Regions from separate parts of the Zea mays genome. Here region 1 is linked to region 2. A link is a contact called in public Hi-C data. All regions are on one chromosome and are shown on one strand. The core of a region is the stretch at or near the end of the contact, and the rest is flanking DNA. Distances in the headings are between cores, read along the strand shown.

Region 1 (2,700 bases), core at 117-2,616, 240 kb before region 2:
TAACCTGAAAACACTCAGACCGTACGTCAGTCCAAAACTAACTGCATACTTGGGATCCTATTGATCGATCGAGTTTATACAAGCGTACGTATTTACCCAGAACCAACCATGTATCCCAGCACATTAGCAGCAAGCAGGAAAGGAAGGCATGTTCTTGCCGTGGTACCAAACGCCGTGGGATTGAAACATGCGACGCCGAACGACGCGACGAATATAGCTGACCATGCCCAGATCTCCGACGTGGAAAACGGCGACGGCTTCTTCGTGGGCTCCGATGGTGCAAGAAGCTCTGTCTTCACGAGTTTTCGCATGGCTAACACTGTATATCCTGCCACCGTCAGGGTAGCAAACCAGCCACCAACTGAAAAAGTAGTTTCACATCCCATGAATAGCTAAACATAACGGCTAGCACAGAAGATCCCGACAGCATATATATATATATATATATATATATATATATATATATATATATATATATATATATATATATATATATATATATATATACGCGATGAAAAGGACTCATTCATACAAGTGATTGCAAGGATCTTGATTCCTGAGGCCGCTGGAATATCCCCGACGGCGAGCGGCAGCACGACCAGTGTCGGGACGTAGAACAAGGACAGCCACCTCTGGATGAACAGCGTGGCGGGCTCAAAGAAGCCAATGAACGCCTTCGCGAGAGGAGGCACGAATGTGTCGAAGACTACGAGCACCGAGAAGACACAGAACATGCCGAAAAGGGCACTCGGGAACTTGATGGACGCGGCGACGAATGCCTGCTTGAGGAACTTGTCCATGGCGAGCAGAATGCCCAGCGACACGAGCAGATGCGCCACCCCGATAATCTGCATATATACAAGCATCAGGTTCGATTCTTGAAGAGAGAGAGAACGATGTGTCAAATATAAAGGAAAGCGTCTTCTCACGGCGGGCAGCACTCCTGTGGAAGCACTGGCGGCGTGTCCGGTGCCAGCGGTGGAGCTGGGGACGATAAGGCGGCGGCGAAGGTCGGCCGACGATGATCGTTTAAGCGTGGTGGCCTCATTGTTGGCTGGACCCATGAAGCCGGTGTCGGCGGCAGGGATGCGCTTCAGTGCTGCTGTTGGTCGGACCCGGGCCCGGCACGGAGAGACGGAGGAGGAAGGGGAGCAGCAAGAAGAATGGCGGCGGCATCGAGGAGGAAGCAGCGTACAGGACCGGGCGGCCGACGACGTAGCCCGGGGAAGGGAGGAGAGCGGGTCGTGGCGGCAACGTAGGTTGGTAATCCCAATCATGGCGGTGGCGGCCATGGAGCTCGTGGGGGTGCAGAGGGAGGAGGAAGAGACGGCAGAGTTCGGTCTCTGCTCCTCCCTCGTCTTGAGCAGACGGAGGAGGCTAGCAGGCGAGGTGGTGACGGAGACTCCATTCGTCGGGATGGGATAGGAGCTACTGAACGAGAGCGAGCGATGGAAGTGTGGCTAGAAATTATCGACATGGCAGCGAGCGAGGATGGGGTTGGGATTGAGAACGTTGGGCTGCGAGAGACCCTCACCTCACTTGATCGATCAATACAATCTCTCATCCTCTTCTTCGAGGAAAGCGACGTACGGCCGCGGGGGTCGGATTTGTGGCTGTCCACGACCCGGGGCGGAAAGCCGGAAACGGACAGAACCACAGCGGCCGGGTGCGCGTGCTCGTCGTCATCCTCCTGCTCTGCGCTCGAACTTGGTGGACGTCGCCGGCTGCAGCCATGCGTGAACGGACGGCGAGATCGGCCGTGCTACCCAGGGCCCTGCAGCACTACACTCTACACGGGGTCGCCGCCGGGAACATGAACTCCTCGTCCTCCTCCGCGCCCAACACCCTGAGCTCAAAGCCCATAGACACCCGCCGGCAGGTCACCTGAACATGGAGCGGGTTGCCGTTGGATATTTTGCTGCTGCAGAGGCAGCCAGACAGGTCACAAGCATCGTTGCGGGTTCTTGCCTTCTTGCGGGACGTTGCGCTCTCATCCAATGGGCTTCGCCGCTGAGCAGCTCACATGCTGCTGCATTCTTGCGGGACGCTGCGGGCTCTCGTCCAATGGGCTTCGCGGAACAGTTCACATGCTGCCGCAAACAAGTTGCAGCTGGTCCGCATCTGCCATAAAGCATGATTTTGCGGGGCGGACATGGGGTTCCCGTAACAACAAAACCAGCCTCGTCTGCGAGCCTAGTACCAACCAAGCGCTCCTGTCGTCAGAGATGTAATGGTACCCAAAATCCAAAAAACGAATGTGTTTTGCGTGTTACAGAGAAAAGTACCAAAGACTTCAATCCAACGGGTACGGGTTGTCGGTGTAGAAGAGTGAACTGTTGTATCGATAATAGATGGGATACAATATATATTGACTCAACCCTAACTCTAATGGGTCGGCAGTCCAACAGTGGTGTCAGCCCACACACACAGTCTAACATCCTCCCGCAGTCACAACGGGGGCACCACACACGATGAGACTAGAGTAGAGGCCGAATGTAGGAGCCGACGGGTTGAAATCCCCCCGCAGTCGCAGCGTCGTAATGGTGCGAATGTTGCGGCTAGAGTAGAGACCGGTGTGTGCTCCAAGAAGACGATAGCCCCTAGATGCCGAGGTAGCCAAAGTCGAGGTGGTCGCGGTCGGGAGACACGCAACAGAAGCCTGATCTTCGGGAGGGGTCGACGTTCGAGCGTCAACGATCG
Region 2 (2,700 bases), core at 112-2,611:
AGAGATAACCACTCTTTGTTCTTGTCCCAGAATATAAGGCGCTCTCTCTATACACACGTACAGTGGTATAAAGAGAATTAAATGTATTTTTGGTCTTTGAACGAGAGGTGGTTACACCTTATATACTAGAACGGAGAGAGTATTAGCTAAGGATAAGGAGATAATGAGATAATGAAATTTGGGCTGTAGCTGAAGTTTATCTAGTTCTTAGCTGACCTATTTGATTTCAAGGTAGCTAAAGTTTAAACGTTGGAACTTAACAGGACCTAGGTAGGTAGAGACAAATCAAATTCTTATGAAGAGAAACAATGACAAAAAAATAAGGTCGAGAATAATACATACAAGTGATTGCAAAAATCTTGACTCCTGAAGCCGCTGGGACATCCCTGACGGCGAGCGGCAGCACGACCAGTGACGGGACATAGAACAACGGTAGCCACCTCTGGATGAACAGCGTGGCAGGCTCAAAGAAGTCCATGAACGCCTTCGCCAGAGCAGGCACGAATGTGTCGAACACGACTAGCACAGAGAAGACGCAGAACATGCCGAAGAGGGCGCTTGGGAACTTGATGGACGCGGCAACAAATGCCTGTTTGAGGAACTTATCGGTGGCGAGCACAATGCCCAGCGACACAAGCAGATGCGCCACCCCAAGAATCTGCATACACGCATCGAGTTCAATTATTCTAGAACAGACGAAAAAGAGATGGCTTTTAGTAATACATGTAAGAGCATAATTAATGAAGGAAAATATGAAAGCGTCTTCTCACGGTGGGCAGCAGTCCTGAGGAAGCATTGCCACCTCCTGTACCAGCAGTAGACTTGAGGACGATCAGGCTGCGACGAAGGTCGGGCGATGAAGATCGCTGAAGCGTGGTGGCGCCATTGTTGGCTGGACCCATGAAGCTGGTGTTGCCGCCACCGATGCGCTTCAATGCTGCTGTTGGGCGGACCCGGACCCGGCGCGGAAAGATGGAGGAGGAAGGGGAACAGCCAGAAGAATGGGGAGGGAGCAGTCTGCATTGGCGACATCGAGGCGGAAGGGTACAGGAGCAGGCGGCCGACGTGGTGCGGGGAAGGGAGGAGAGCGGGTCGTGGCGGCAACGTAAAGTGGTAATCCTAATCATGGCGGTCGCGGCCATGGAATCGGGAATCGTTGTTAGCGCAGCGCAGAGGAAGAGGCGGCAGAGTTTGGGCTTCCCTCGTGCTGACTGATGTCTGGCGTCCGCAGCAGACGGAGGCTAGGCAAGGTGGTGACTGGTGAAGTGGTGATGGAGATTTGATTCGTCGGGATGGGATGAGATGGGAGCTACTGGACGGGCAAGGCATGGAATTGTGGCTAGAAATTATCGGCATGGCAGTGAGCGAGGATGACATTGGGATTGAGATTGTTAGGTGGCGAGACCCTCACCTCACCTGATCTCGACCTCTTCGGACGAAAGCGACGGCAGCAGCTACCAAACAAGGGCTACTGGGATAGCTTGCCGCGCCGCGCCGCCGGCGCCATTTACCGGTTGCGCTGGGTATTTAACTATTTGCCATCAGCCCATTCTAAAAATCAGGGTTGGGGTATTGATGTACCAGAAAAAAGCGCGAAAGTCCGGTTCAAAGCACATTTTTTATCGAACCTGGTTCGGCCCGCTTTTATACGGGTCTAGGCTGGCTCGTTACGAATAAGAGTGTTGGATCCGGACAGGAAACTAAGCACGGTCGCTAGCCTAACACGGTCCGTTTACCTCTAAACTCGTTAAGCCCGCTTTTTTGTACTAAATCGTGCTTACCGGTCCGTTTAACCCATTTTTGGTCCGCTTTTTCGTGCTTATCGGACTGGCCTAGCCCGTTTAGATTCGCAGCGGGCCAGGCTTAGGCAGGGAAACGAGCCCGCGAGCTTAGACAGCTCGGTCTGATTTTCTAACCGTGCCTAAAAGGTAGGGACCAAAACGGGCCGGACTGGGCGGCCCGTTTGGCCATCTCTAGGTGGGGGTGTTGGTCTCAGATATTAGAAAACCACAAAATGGGAGGAAATTAAAGGAGATAATATTCCTTTCTTGTGGGTTAGTTGAGAGCAAATGTAATAGAGAGAATTAGGAGTTAAAATTTCTTACTATTCAATTTTAAATATTAAAGAATTTTAGCCTCTTCAATTCTCTTTATTACCCTTAATCTCGAACAAACCCTTATTAAATAAAAAGAGATTTTAGTCCCTTCGATCCCCTCCAATTTTGTGGCTTCCAAACTAGGCCTTAAAGTTTAGTCGCCTTAAAGTTTAGTCCATATAAACTTTTGAATGTCTTACAAATATTAAATAAATATTAAATATAGTCTAATTATAAAATTAATTACATAGCTAAGCAAAATTTTATTAAGTATAATTAATCCATAATTAGCAAGTGTTTACTGTAGCATCACATAAATGAATCATAATCTAAGAGCATCTTCAACAGTTTTGCAAAAAATAGTCCCCTTAAAATAAATGTAGAGAGTTGCTAAATAATAACAGGGAGTAAAAGAATATGTATTCTTCAAGAGTTCTCTATTTTTGTCGCTAAATATTTTAAATTATGTCAGCTGACCTTATTTTATATAAGCATCACGCTTACGAATGTTTAAGTTTTTGTCAAAAATAGATACTGAAAGGGAAATATGGTCAAACTTTTTCCTATATTATTTTGGTGGTTGAATTGCCCAACACAAATAATT

Evidence for each region. Hi-C and Micro-C count contacts between places; a contact is called where the count stands out from the background.
Region 1: a Hi-C map of leaf shows a contact between it and region 2, with 5 times the contacts expected there. The contact joins the promoter of LOC100383166 here to the promoter of LOC100285209 in region 2. A contact is called at or near these places in 5 of 25 Hi-C or Micro-C datasets (bundle sheath, endosperm, leaf and 1 more) and 1 of 3 datasets of contacts at active chromatin or transcription factors (leaf).

What each region holds. Positions count from the first base shown.
Region 1 is chr1:106,845,121-106,847,820 of Zm-B73-REFERENCE-NAM-5.0, forward strand. LOC100383166 (Plastidal glycolate/glycerate translocator 1 chloroplastic) reads right to left here and starts at 1,367. Exons shown (of 8, transcript NM_001175831.1): 1 at 930-1,367; 2 at 533-848; 3 at 97-361; 4 at 1-4. The coding sequence starts at 1,292.
Region 2 is chr1:107,084,605-107,087,304 of Zm-B73-REFERENCE-NAM-5.0, forward strand. LOC100285209 (lrgB-like family protein) reads right to left here and starts at 1,362. Exons shown (of 8, transcript NM_001158103.2): 1 at 771-1,362; 2 at 343-658. The coding sequence starts at 1,142.